2 separate regions of the Mus musculus genome follow, and region 1 is linked to region 2. A link is a contact called in public Hi-C data. All regions are on one chromosome and are shown on one strand. The core of a region is the stretch at or near the end of the contact, and the rest is flanking DNA. Distances in the headings are between cores, read along the strand shown.

Region 1 (6,793 bases), core at 1,486-3,985, 5.1 Mb after region 2:
GAGAGTTACAGCCGCAATGGCAGGATTATATAGAAAACAAATGCTAAGGGAAGAAAAGCAAAGCCTGTGGGATGGAGAGGTTTAGGGGAGCAGGCAGGGTAAGAAGAGCTGAGAGGAACCACAGATACTGAGTGAGCCTGAAGGCCAATCTTACACTGTTGGATGCTAATAAGCACCACAGTTAGCCATCTGTCCTATTTTCTTTGGGACTTGTTAACTCCAGTTCTCAGTATTCTACTCATGTTGCAGAATATTTGATTATACTGTGAACCCTGAGATTCTGTTGTTTACTGGATAAACCTGTCTCTAGTTGTGGTACGGTTCACCCTTAGCATATACTACTTTAATCCCTCTGGCTAGAATACAGACATGCCCTTAGTATATACCTTTAATCCCAAACAATGAGAATAAAATTAGTTTGTAGAAGGAAGCGCACATGTTTGAAAGCGATGTCTAATTGAATGGCAGACAAAGTGACAAATCAGAGAAAGATATGACAGAACAGGATATGCTCAACTCTCATGAAAAGAAAGAGAAGCTACTTGGGATGGGCAGTGCGGAGAGAAAGGAGGCAGTTGTACTGGGAAAGCTTTAGAGAGAAAGACTGAAGAGAGAGCAAGCTAGACACAGGTAAGACAGAACCCACCAGAAAATGAGGAGCCAGAAGATTAGAACATACCGCCTGAATTAGTTTGAGGCCAAGCAGAGCAAAAAGTCAAAGGCCGAGTGAGAAGCCAGGTTGAATTAGCTTGAAGAGGAGTTTGAGCTGGAACCTCGGAGCTTGAAGGCATTCTAGGCCTAGATTAGATTGTACAGAGGCTAGAAACTTCCAGGACCAGTCCTAGATTAGCCGACTGTGGCAGTATGCAGAGACAGCAATTACTTCAGGTAAATAAAGGATACTACTACCTAAGAGGGCAGGACATCCTCTTCTGAGAGCCATATGGTATAGAGACATATATTCAAGAAAACATTCATAAACATAAAATCAAATTTAAAAATGATTTTAAAGAAAGAGTACTTGAAGTTAAGGAGGAAAAGTCATGGTGGAATATGAGAGTATTTGGGGGAAAGGAAATTGGAAGGGTGGATTTGATCAAAGCATTCATGTCCGTGTGGTTTGTGTATAAAGGAAGTTTGTAGTGCCAGATGTATAAACTGAGGCCACGACTACTCAAAGGCATGCTTGTTTGAAGGGAAGGAAGGGTTTTGTTGTAGGTATGAGGGAAAGTACAGCCAGAGGCATCTGGAAAAATCCAGAGCTGGGAGAGAAAAGTGTAGACTGGACATGGCCATGGGGTGGGATGGGGTAGTGAGACAGGAAGACAAAGGAGCAAAGGAGGCCACAGGAGAGGGGAGCGGGAAGGAGAGAGGGAGAGGGAGAGGGAGGGAGAGAGAGAGAGAGAGAGAGAGAGAGAGAGAGAGAGAGAGAGAGAGTCAAATAGTAGGGTTACATGGGAATGAGAAACTAGAAGAGGGAAGCTCATGACTTGGAGAAGTTTAGGGTAGGAAGTGGGGTGAGAAGAGCCACAGGTACTGAGTAAATCAGAAGGCTAGCCTTGTGTTTTGGTATGCTAATAGGCACCACAGAACCTTTCTGACAGAGACAAGGAATGACTCTTTTGATAGAAACCAGTGCCAGAATTTAGGGGAGTGGAGTATTTGGACCTATGCGGATCAAGGGAACGTCTTAAATAGGTGTGCTGTGGGCAGCCATAAACATCTTGGGCTGCTGTTCATTGGAATCTTAAGAACTAGTGTTATGGAGCCGGCTGCAGGCTAGACTATATCTAACCTGTGATCGTGGCCAAATTATTTGCCTCCCTCATTCATTCCACAAACATGCCAGGACTCTGTGTGCTTATCAACTGTGCTTATCAATGGGTGTGTGTGTGTGTGTGAGAGAGAGAGAGAGAGAGAGAGAGAGAGAGAGAGAGATCACTCCAAAATGTTTACTACTTAGTTCAATGGGGAATTCCAAATAAACGCTAATTATTAGGATTTCCTCCTTTTCACTCAAAAAACAAACAAAACAAAACAAAAAACCACACACACAGGTAAACTCTCAATAAAAGCAAGTTATTCTTTTGAGGTTTGCTGTCTAAAGGCAGCTTTTGAATTTAAGGGTCTTAATTCTCTCCGAGATCACAGACACGCCCATTCTCGGAAAAGCAGGGCATTTCCAGAGCCACAGGAGCCCTCGCTCGCCTAAACCCCTTTACTGAGCTGCTGAAGTGGTGTGAGAGGCCTGTGAGTGAACCATCAGACCGAAAATCGCCGCAATGGGAAGACAACCCAGGCTGACAATGGCAGTGGGGACCCTGTCAGCTCCGATGAGACCCATAAAACGCAGGTCTGGCCCACGCCTCTCGGGTTCCCAACCCGCCGGCTTAGAGCGCCGCCACCCAGATAACAATGGTGGTACTGAGGGTGGAGCCCCGGGGAGGAGGAAGGCAGAGCAAGGAAGTGAGTAGGTCTGGCCCCAGGGAATTGGAGAAGACACGTGACGCAACCCCACGCCCCCCTCTTCATTCCTGACGCTCCTGCCTCGCCTTGCAGCCGGAGCCCAAAGATGTCGGTTCAGATCAAGGAGGCGTTAGAGAGGGCCGAACTATTCTCCCTTAGCGCACCCGGGGATGTCACGTGACTTCGGCCCCGCCCCCTTAGGAAGCCGCTGCCGGCCTCCTGGGAGGGGCAGCGGCGGAAATGACGTCACGGCGTTCTTCGCTGCGTGCGGCTACGTGGCGGAGCCGGCGGAAGCAGTTCCTGCGCTGGAGCCCGAGTGTTTGTGTTTTGGTTCGTGAGGAGCCGGGGCGGTCTGAGGGGAGGAGACCGAGGGAGGAGGAGGAGGAGAACGACGACGACGAGGAAGAAGTCCTCGGAACTCGAGCGCGGCGACTCTGGAGGAGGAGGAGAAAGGAAGGCGGAACGGAGAGGCGGAGACGCAGCCCGGCAGGGGCGGCGGCACGGCGGGCGGCGCTCAGAGTCCCGCGCCGGCCAGGGTGAGAAGAAGGAGCGAGCAGGCGACGCCGCCGCTGCAGCCGCGGCGCATCCGATCTCCGGGCCGGGCCGGGCCGTGCGTGGCCTCGCTGCCGGGAGACGCGGCCCAGGTAAGCCGCCGTCGGGGCGGGTCCCTGTGGTCCCGGGCCGGGCTTGGGGCCTCCAAGCCGCCGCGGGCCCTCAGCGCTTAGTGACTCATTCTTCTAGCAGCTTCGGGGCCTGGGACGTGGGGAATCCTCTGAGGGAGCGGCGGGTGGCACCCTCTTCCCTTCACAAGATGGCGCCGTGGGAAGAGCCTGGGGCCCTGGCGGTCTCCAGCCCGGTCTTTGGGGCTCTGTCCCGGCTACTGAGCCGGATCGCATCCGGGGTGACGGGGGTGGCTCAGGAGCGCGCCCACCAGGCCCAGCGGAGCTCCTGGCCCCGGCACCCCGGTTTGATTTCTCGGCTTCTTCCAGACAGGAACCCAGGCCTCCAGCAGGTGGGGATTGGGGAGCTCCGCCTACCTCTGACCGGCTTGGCCGGGCTGTGCGAGTAGTGGGATCCTCTGGTCCCTTCCGTGGGAGGTGGGAAGCCCGGGCCAAGGTGCGAGCAGGTTAACATCCTAACGCCTCCAGAAGTTTAAAGCTTTGACTGTCACTCTTGGCATATTAGTTTTTGCCTCGCCGAAATGGATTTAAAGTTCTGAATCAGTTGCCTTGCACGTAACTAATTAAAAAAAAAAAAACTGTTACATCTTCCAGAATATTGAGGTCTGCCCAGAATCGTTCTTAATGTAAAATTTGAACCCGTGGGGTTGTGAACAAAGTAGGCAGCACAACAGTGCCTGGCACAATTTAAGGGCTCAGTGCAATTTTTTTAATCAAAGACTTCCTAACTGTATAAAAAAACTATTTTAAAGATTGGAGATGCATATTATGCAAAAGTTTTCTTTGACGGAATAAAAGTACAAGTTATAAGTGCAGAACCTCTGTGCACTGAGCAGTAGCTTCACTGAACACCCCCAGCCCTCGCACTTAACATTAATACCATGTTCAACCTGTGTAGGTTTATACTTGGGCTTATTTCCGTTTGAGGTCTTTGGAAGTAAAAGATTTAGTAGCTTTGCACTTTAAAAGACACTGACTGTGAAGGCACCCCGCCTGTCATCCCAGCACTCTGGAAGCTGAGGTAGGTAGGATCAGGAGTCCAGGCCATCCGTAACCTATCCTGTGCTTGCCTAGGCGACAAGTCCCTGTCCCTCAAAAATGTGATCGGGATGTGGGGCAGGAAACAGTTTTTAAAAACTAAGTACAAAATTTTGTTTGTATTTTCTGTGAGAATCGATGTTTTCCCTGAGATTTTGGAAGTACCATAGGAATACAGAACAAGTTTTGTCCTGGATAAGTCATTTACTGTTTTATAGGTAAGGAACAATTGAGAAACATTTAAGCTGAAGGTATGTTGGTGCCTTTTTCAGTCTGTATGAAGTCTATTGATCTACAAGCATTAATTAATTAACTAATTCACCAAGAGGCCATTTTAATTGCCAGTTTCAAACACTGTGTACTTAGTAAGCACTGTATCAGAGACTAGATATGTTGTCTTATTTAATTCTTAACAGTTGCTGTGCAATGTTAGGGTATAATGAATATAGAAAATTTGAAAATTAAAACTTAGATTGACATAGCTGAGACTAGACTTCAGAATCTGGTTTGTTTTATGGATTGGGGAGAAATGGGAATTTTGCTTAATTACTTTTGACAAGCTCTCACAGTATAGTTCTGGGTGACTTGAAACATGCTTTGCAGGCCAGGCTAACTTGGAACACACAGCCATTCATCCACCTTTTTCTGGCCCTGGAGTGCTAGAATTAAAATCTTGGCCCACTGTGTCTGTTGTTTTGAGACAAGCCTTGCTAAATATTTCTGACTGGCATGCTTCTGTCTCAGCTTCTCAAGTTCTAGGACCACAGACAAGCTCCATCATGCCAGGATGAAATGGTAGTTTTATTTATGTGCTGTTGGTTAGAAGCAGCTCAAACATTTCATCTGTAAATGTGTTGGTATTTATTGGTAAAGATAGGAACTCTTCAAAGCTAGTAACTAGATTAGGCTAGAAGATGGTATCTTAAAAACGGAGCTGGGCTTGGTGTGGCATACCTTTAATTAGAGAACTCAGGAGGCAAAGGCAGATGTACTGATTGATCTCTGAGTTCAGGGACAGCCATGGCTAAACAGAGAGCCGTTGTCTTAAAACAACAAACAGATAGCACGGAGATCTTATGGATATATTCGTTAATGAATTTGTCATTATCAAGTGTTCCATGTATTAATTCAAATTTTATAGGAAATATAAATTTCTATAATTAAGTATAAATTAAGTGTAGCTTTTGGTCAAAGATTTTTTTAGGAAGAAAATCCTTAGTATATTTTGTTTTTGATAAGCTTATAACCCACATTTAGTATATGCGTGTGATGTTTGCATGTGTATGTATTCCTGTGTGAAGGAATGTGCATTTCACAGCATTTTCATGGAGATCAAAGGGACAACCTTGGTCCTCACCTTTTCACCATATGTGCTTCCCAGAATCCAAATCTAAGCTTATATTTCAAGTGCTTTACCCAGTGGTCTTTCTCTTCCTCCTTTTTTAAACAAAGTTTTTTGGTAGCCTGGGCTAGCCTTAGAAGGACTTCACAGCCCTCCTTCCTCCAGTTCTCTGAGTGCTGGGATTACAGGCTCCCCCCCCCCCCCAATCTAGGCTCCATACATTAATAAGAGGTTGGAGTAAAATATTAAGGTTGACTTGTGAATAAGCTGAAAGGGTGTTTCAAATAGTTCCCAGTTCTACCAAAACTAGATGTCTGGGAATTTTGCTTAATTACTTTTGACAGGCTCTCACAATATAGTTCTGGGTGACTTGAAACATGCTTTGCAGACCAGGACTGAAGAAGCCATTCAATGTTACTTTGTGACACCCTGTCTAAACAGGAGGGAAGAGGACTGTCACTCAGACCAGCTTTTTCCAAATACATTGCAAAACAGAAAATAATATATATATTCTTAGCCTCAAAACTGTCCCCAAATTACTGTAAGTAAATAAGTCACTCCTAATTATACCAAATAGAGAAATTATTATCAGCTAGGCACACGGTCATGGGAGTTAAAAATTATTTGGTGCTTGGGAATTACTATTAAATGAAAAATGTATCACTTAATGGAAGTCTTCAGATAGTAAACCCTAGACTTGTTCTACAATCTTTCCATTCACTAGCATAATTTCCTTCAAAATAACTTTTAAGTATTATGACATTAGAACGTAATTTTTCTTTTCTGTCTGTCTGTCTTTCTGTTGTTCTTTCTTTCAAGATTTTGGTTTTAGTTTTAGTTTATATGTCTATGGGTATGTGCTTATGAATGTTTGGCCCAAAAAGTCCTGAGGAGGATGTCAGATCACCTGAAGCTGGTGTTATGGGTGGTTGTGAATCACCCTGTAAATTGAGTCCTAGTCACCTAGAGTTGGAGTACTCCTACTAAAGTGCCATCTCTCCAGTACCTAGAATCTGAATGCTTGATTGACATCTCAGATTGCTTTGTCACTGTGTGATCTCAGTGAAGTTACTTAACCTTTCAGTACCTGTTTTCTTGTTTATAAGAATTGTAATGGCGCTTGATACTATTGACTTGACTATATTAAGTGTGTAGAATACTAACTCGTCAAGTTGTTTGTTCGTTTTGGACCTAGAGCTCGCTGTTTGCTGGGCGAACACTCTTCAGTCCCCAGCTCCAAAGTCAAATTGTTGAAGGTTAGTTGCTG
Region 2 (7,672 bases), core at 1,981-4,480:
TACAATATAAGCAAGCATGGCCCCATGATAAGAAACTCTGACATCAGAAGCCTAGACAGAAAGCAAACTGGAGTTCCTTGAGCCTGAGGGAAGGAGGTGGGAGAGACTGAATAGATGAGCTAGCTCTACGACCATTTTGGGGATGACCAAAGTTCTCACCCTTTTTTTCAAGTGGGACTGTACAGGTGTGGAGAGCTTTAAAAACTCACCAAAATACAGATATACAAGGATTAGATTTTAAAGTTTTTTTTTTTAAGATATTAACAACCTCTGTATTTTACCGCTTCCACTAGCCCCAAGACGCTTTCCTATAAAACTTTCTTCTTGGCTAAATGTCCTAAGTCTGCATCGTCTCAGATTAAATGCAGAATGGAGCCTGAAGTGGGCAAGAGGGCTGGAATAGCTGTAAGGAACATTTGGAGTTGACTCAGTTATCTTGCTGATACAAATGCTCCACTCTTAGGCCATTGAAACCTACTGGGCTTTGGAGGCAGCTTCAAACCCAGCAGCCATTCTGCATTGATAAGGGAGTGGTGGCGCTTGGAGCACAACCCTCAGGTTGCCCATGGTGCCGACTTCTTGGCTCCAGTGCGGCCATATGCTCCTTCCTCCATCAACTCAGCCAGCAGAACTGTGACACAACCTGACACACTTCCTTTCCTTACGCTTTCTGTGCCCAAGTTTATGACAGAATTGAGCCAGCTGGATTTAGTCTGTCTAGCTCTTCTACAGACTTGTGAATGTGTTTTTGAAAGTGAGAATATGAATGAATAGGAATGAGAATGGGTTTATTCTGGCCTCTGAGACATTCTCTTCCATAGCATTTCCTGCCCATTTACATGGCACAGAAGTAGCTGGCCAGCACTTAGAATCTTCAAAAGCTGAAATGCCCAGAAATGCTCCTACAATAAGCATCTGATCACCGCAGTCCATCTGACCTGGCATCACACACACACACCCAGCTAGGGCCTTTGAAGGCTCCAGTGTGCTCCTTGTCTCCACTAAGGAGATAGCATGAACTAAATAACAAAACAAGTTAACTTCAAAGAGGCTTTTAAGTCTAAAAAGGAACAAAAATGTGTATTAGACTCCTAAAGGGAAATACAGTAAATGGAGTTTGGGGGACAGAGGCTTTTCCACTGGGGACAAACCAAGGAAAGCACTGGGAAAGGGTGTCATGTGAGTTAGGTTTAAGTCTGAGATCTCACCCAGATGAAGGTAGTATAGGGTGAAGTATTTCAAACAAAGGGAGATGCCTGGGCTGTGATTAGATTAGAGAAATCGAGAGTCTGCACTACTTTTTCTTAAAGTGCAGATGCAGAGGAACCAGTGGAGGCTCCACAGGTCTGAGTCACAGTGACTGAGGAGAACTGCCTTTTGTCCACAAAAACATTTGGCAGTTTTGAGGTGGACATATGCATCCATTTTTTTTTTTTAAATACCAATCAAAGTTAGAACACCCAGTCCAAATACAAGACTATGGGGTAGAATCCTCAGGTCAGCAACCTTCACCCCCAAGGTTAGGGGAGAAATCCACTCTAGATTAACTTTTAACCTCCAGTCAAAACCGTTTTCAAAAAATTCCTTTGTAAGACCTGCAAAGGTTTTTACCAACTGGACTTTCCCGCCTAAACTCAGTACTCCCGGCCTTTCTGCGTCCAACCGCACTATCTGTTCCAGTTACTCTTTTCAGTCTTTCCTCTCTGAGGACATCACCCTCCATCACCAATCAAAAGCGTGGCGCTGAAAATAGGCTTCCTCATGTAAAGTGCACTTCTGGGTACTGGATCAGATCCCTATGAAACACTAACACCAGTCAATCTCCACCGAGCAGACATAGCTCCTAGCCCTACTCGCTTGCAGCACTTGGGTGACGTCCGCCAAAGACTAATAGCTAGCAGTCCTTGGAAGACTTCCTGTCCCCCGAAGGGGGAAAGAAAATCTAAGCACGTGTAAGTTTTAAAACATCAGTTGAGAAAACGTTCGCGCGGGATTTCAAGGTGTATTAGAAAAAAGAGACACGAGTGGGCCGAGCTATTGAGTGGAGAGATTAAAGGAAAACAAAACCAGAGAGCATCCAAGGGAGAAAAGATCAAGGGAGGAGACAGGGATAATAGGAACTGCGAGATGTGTGCCCCCAATCATTAAGGATGCACAAGGGTTATCAGTTCTGCAACAGCGGCGTTTCAAACACCGAGACACTGAGCAAAAAGAGGAAGAGTGCTTGGTTGGGCTCCAGCACGGAGGTGTGCCGGCACCGCGGGCTGAGCGGGGAGGAAATGACGAGCCAGAAAGGGGTGGTAACGGCGCCGGCCCGGGAGCCCCGGTGGCGGGCCGAGAGGAGGGGCGCGGCAGGCGCGCCAACGGCCCCGGGGTGGGTCTTGGGAGGCCGCGCCGCGCGTCTCAGTCTGGCCTCGCTCCGGATCTGTAGCCCCAACTGTGCAGAGCTCAGGACACACGGGCCTCGTCGGGGCCCGGAATGTGGGGACACACAAGGACAGGCCGTAGGATGAGGCTGGAACGACGTGGGGAAACCGCCACGGTCCGTGGCTGGGCGGTCAGCCACCTGACCTCTCGGGACCGAGGATCGGGGACCGGTGGCGCATCCGCCACCGGCCCCCGGAGACGATCCAGATCCCGAAAAGCCTGGCTCCAGGACGCCGTCCCAACGCTGGACGGCCCCTGCAGGCCTCCACCAACTCCGAGCCGGGGCTACTGGCTACCCAGCTCGGGCAGCCTCGGCTCGACTCCCGGGCTCGACGGACGCCTGGGCCTCTCCTGAGTGGTCAGCGAGACCCGCCAATCGGGGCGCTGGGGCCGGCTCTGGGCCGCTGGATATTGGCTCCTCATACTCACCGTGCCTCGCTCCCCCGGTTCGCTGCCCGCGCTGATTGGCTCCAGTACCGGACCCCGAAACCCAATCAGAGGCTCCAGCCGCCGCTGCCGCCGCCACTGCCGCTGCCTCGCAAAATGGCGAATCTGAACAAAGGGGAATCGGGCCTCCCTCCAACCGCCTTCGCGCAAGCGCCTTCGAGACCACGCCCCATAACCCCGGCCAGCCTGGCCCCGCCCCCTAGGAAGAGCACCGCGCAGGCGTTCCAGAGGCCACACCCACTTCCTGGATTTGACACCGCCTCCCGCCAAAGGCCTACGCAGGCGCCTTTCACACGCTCCGTACGCTGCTGCTTAAACACCTCCCTGAATTATATACCACGCAGGCGCTGACACGCCCCCCTGCCCACCTATTTCTAAGCGTCCACTGGGACCCACCCTCTGGGGCCGAATGCGCAAGCGCTCTTCTTCTCCAGTCGGGGTCGGCATCTCGGTACGCATGCCTGAGCGGTAGCGGGAGCCTACGGAATTTCCCGCCGGAAATTCTGAAGCCCTTACTACCGAGAGCGGGCGCCGCTACCCAGCTAGAGAGGCTCACTTCCGCCCCGTTAAGGGATGGGGGCGGCCATCTTGAGTGTGCGTACAATCAAAAGGCTTTGGCGGGATTTGTTGCGTGTCGGGACTCTTCTGTTGCTTTCCTACCTACGAGGGTTTCATCCCGAACCCTTCCCTGCTTGGAGGAGGGCCTGCTGACGGCCGATTCCTTTGCAGGTGAAGGATGACCCCCCAGTACCCACTTTTCTGCGGGATCCCAGGGTTGCCCTCCTTAGGGTAGGAGGAGAGACGGGGAAGTCTTATCAGACCTTCCTTCCTGTACCTCCAAGACTGGTGGTGATCTTCCCCTGAGAAGCAGTTCTCGGCTCACCCTGCCGCTCAGTGTAACTGTGGCCAGGTCTTTCCCGTTCTAAGCTATATTCTCTGGGAAAATTCTGGACTGTCCTAAACCTTCCCTGCTAGAAGTAAGGAGGTGTGTCTTAGGACCGCCTTTGCTTCGGCTCCTGGAAAGCTGTTTTGTGTTGCCTCTTAGAGGCTGAGTGAGCTCACATCCAGAAAGAATACCTTAAGGAGGTGGGGAAGACTAAATGGGTTGTCAGGGTGATCTGAACACGCTATGTTCGGGCTGCCTGAGCGGTATTTTTTTACTTGCTTTTCCTTTTCATTAGCAGAAGGAACTCTTAAATTCTGGAAATAGCGACTCAGTAGCATGGCCACCCGCCTTAATGAAGATCCAGAAGGAAGTCGAGTGCGTAACAGCTATTAAATTTATCGGTGAAGTGAAAATCAGAATAATTGAGGTCAAAAGCATAAACACTTTTTAATTAAACCAATAATTGGATTCTCGCCCCTCCCTGTTTGTTTCTCTCTAGCTGATTTACTTAGAAAAGGCTAATACAACCCTAGGCAGATAATAACCATCCATCACTTTCCTTTTACAGATACTTTAAAATATCGTGGTTAACTCCTAAGTTGGGAAGAGTTGTCTTTAATTCAGAGTGTCAGAGAAGCAGGGTTGAAGCAGTGGGGGTGGGGCTCTGTTGAAGATCTGAAAGGAGAAATAGTTTTCTGTTTTTAACCTTTTTTTTTTTCCTTTGCACGTTTTAGATCACTTACGTGAAAGGAGATCTTTTCGCATGTCCCAAAACAGACTCTCTAGCCCATTGTATCAGTGAGGATTGTCGAATGGGTGCTGGAATAGCTGTTCTCTTCAAGAAGAGATTCGGAGGGGTGCAGGAACTGTTAAGTCAACGTGAGTTTCCAGAGCATCGTAGCCTGGTTCATGCTGGCTGAAGCCTGATTTGGTCTTCCGCTATACTCTGTGTACATGTACAGTCAAAGAGATTTCTAGTGACTGCTTTTAACTGTTAAGGGTTTTGTTGTTGTTATTGCTGCTGCTGTAGTTTTTTTAAACTTCCTCAAGATTGGCCTCTGCTGTAGATCTTTACCACACTAAATCAGAGCTGTTGTCAAAGTTTCCAGTCTCTTCGCCCTTTTTGTGTATGAATTTGCAGTGTGCAGATACATACATGTAAGGAGTCCAGATGTTGGCAACATCTGTCTTTGTTGGCTCTCCACCTTTCTCTTTTCTTTTTCTTTTCTTTTTTTTTTTTTTCTTTTCTTTTTTTTTTTTAGCGAGGACACGTCTTAATAACGTAGAGCTTGTTAGCCCCAGGCATCCTCCTATGTGCTTTTCCAGTTTGGGCTGTCCAGTGTGTACCTGACACGTAGGTTTCCTGTGGGTGCTGGGGATCACACAGGTTGTCATGTTTGTCCAGCATGCACTTCACTGATTTAACTCATCTCCCCAAACCCTCAAAGCTTTTCTTCCAAAATATTTCACCTTTCCCACACTTTGGTTAACTGAAGGGCTTATCAAATTCCATATGCTCTGGAGGTCAAGATCCTGTACGAAATATTATTCCGTTCTTTCTTTGAAGCAGAGTCTCGTTGTGTAGCCTAGGCTGGCCTGGCTCTTGCTTTGTTAACTTTAGCTTGTCTTGACCTCTAAGCCGTCCTCCTGGCTCAGTCTCCCGGATACTGACATTACAGGCATGAGCCTCTACAAAGTGTGGTTTGGACTAGAAGTGGTAGCAGACGCCTTGATTTCAGCGATTGAGATATAGAGGGAGATGGATCACAGCAAGTTCAAGACAAGCCTGATCTGGAGATCAGGAGTTGTAGGCTAGCCAGGGCTATGTACTTAGACTTATGAAGCGTAGGTCAGAAACCACTTTCCAGATCCCTCCACCGCTTTCTGCCAATGACTTTAAATCAGAACTATGTATTACAGTACCTCTGGGGCGTCTGAAATAAAATCTGACTACACTCCAGCCCCATCCCTCTTCAGAATAGCTACTTCTCCAGACTTCTAGGAACATGTACCATTTGTTATGACTCTAGACTTACTGCTTTTGGTTACAGTTATTTAAAATGATGACATTAAGTTGGATGGTGGTGGTGCATACCCTTAATCCCAACACACAGGAGATAGGTAGGTGGATCTCTGTTAGTTCAAGTCCAGCCTGGTTTACAAAGTGAGTTTTAGTTCTAGACCAGCCGGGACTGCTACACAGAGAAACCCTATCTTGAGGAAACAAACAAACAGCAACAATAACGAAAAGAAATGATGGCACTGTTTCTGAATAGGTAATGGAATAACCAAGGGCCTTACATGTTCCTCAGCATCGAGTGGTTGCACACACCTCTAATCCTAGTAATCACGAGGCAGAGGCAGGCAGATCTCTGTAAGTTCAAGGTCAGCCTGCTCTACAGAGCAAGTTCTAGGACAGCCAGGCTACATAAAGAAGTTGGGGGTGAGGTGCAGAGGGGGAGTGTTCCTTATAGTGTTTAATTCAACACTGTGGAAAGGTTACTGCTGGGATAGAGGCTGATTGGAGCTATAAAGTGCTTGCTAAACAAGCATGAAAGTGAACTTTCTTCCTCAGAACCCATAGGTTTGATTTTGTTTTATTTTTGTACAGCTAGGTATGTTTTAGTCAGGGTTTCTATTCCTGCACAAACATCATGACCAAGAAGCAAGTTGGGGAGGAAAGGGTTTATTCAGCTTACAATTCCATACTGCTGTTTATTACCAAGGAAGTCAGGACTGGAACTCAAACAGGTCAGGAAGCAGGAGCTGATGCAGAAGCCATGGAGGGATGTTCCTTACTGGCTTGCTTCCACTGGCTTGCTTCCCCTGGCTTGCTCAACCTGCTCTCTTATAGAACCCAAGACTACCAGCCCAGAGATGGTCCTACCCACAAGGGGCCTTTCCCCCTTGATCGCTAATTGAAAAAAATGCTTTACAGTTGGATCTCATGGAGGCATTTCCTCAACTGAAGCTCCTTTCTCTGTGATAACTCTAGCTGTGTCAAGTTGACACAAAACTAGCCAGTACATAGGTACAAAATGTGTTTGCTCCCAGTCCTGAAGATAGAGGTAGGTGGATCTTCAGGGCTCACTGGCCAGCCAGTGTAGCTGGTTCAGGAAGCTCCAATGTCAGTGACAGACCCGGATTCAAAAAGACAGAAGGAGAAGAGAGGAAAACAAAATATTAGCTGGGGTGGGGATGCTGGAAAGTGAGCTCAGTGGTTAAAAGCTTTTGAAGAAGACCCAAATTTGATTCTTAACATCCACATGGGGTATCGTAATTGCCTGTAACTCTGGTTCCAGGGATCTGATGTCTCTGGCTTCCATAGGCACCTGAACTTGTGCACATATGCATACATGAACATACTTTTAAAATAATAAAATAAGTACTTTTCAATAATTAGATGGAAAGTAGTTGAGAAAGCACTCAATATTGACCTCTAGTCTCAGTGCATAACTGTCATGCGCGTGCATGCATGCACACACACACACACACACACACACACACTTGTTGAATAAACATGTTTGACAACATTTGAACAGTAGTCTATTCTAAGACAATTTTAAGACATAAGTGGGCAGATCACAGTGCATTAGAAATTGGGGTAAGTATGGTCAGGTCTATAAAAATTGTTCTATCATAAGTGGAAATAGACATTCCTTTTCCTTTTTACTATTAAGTAACTGTTTTTCTTAGAAAAGAAGTCTGGAGAAGTGGCTGTTCTGAAGAGAGATGGGCGATATATATATTACTTGGTAAGATGGGGCCAGATCTTCATACTGTGTAGATTGGCAAGTAGATGAACTTCTCTGTATTGGTCATGATGCACCATCCTAGACACCAAAGAATGCCAGACAGCCCCCAGCTGTACATCAGCTCAGCTCCAGAGGTGCTGGCTGCTTGGAGCACTGA

Evidence for each region. A called contact is a pair of places that touch in the nucleus more often than the background predicts.
Region 1: a Hi-C map of muscle stem cells shows a contact between it and region 2, with 4 times the contacts expected there. The contact joins the promoter of Rab5a here to the promoter of Oard1 in region 2. A contact is called at or near these places in 4 of 484 Hi-C or Micro-C datasets (CD4 T cells, liver, muscle stem cells and 1 more).

The regions. Positions count from the first base shown.
Region 1 is chr17:53,476,499-53,483,291 of GRCm38.p6, forward strand. It overlaps Rab5a (RAB5A, member RAS oncogene family), which reads left to right and starts at 2,736. Exons shown (of 6, transcript NM_025887.4): 1 at 2,736-3,110.
Region 2 is chr17:48,406,770-48,414,441 of GRCm38.p6, forward strand. Oard1 (O-acyl-ADP-ribose deacylase 1) reads left to right here and starts at 3,231. Exons shown (of 6, transcript NM_001289490.1): 1 at 3,231-3,603; 2 at 4,059-4,135; 3 at 4,495-4,639; 4 at 7,457-7,515. The coding sequence starts at 4,097. Nfya (nuclear transcription factor-Y alpha) reads right to left here and starts at 3,051. Exons shown (of 10, transcript NM_001110832.1): 1 at 2,857-3,051.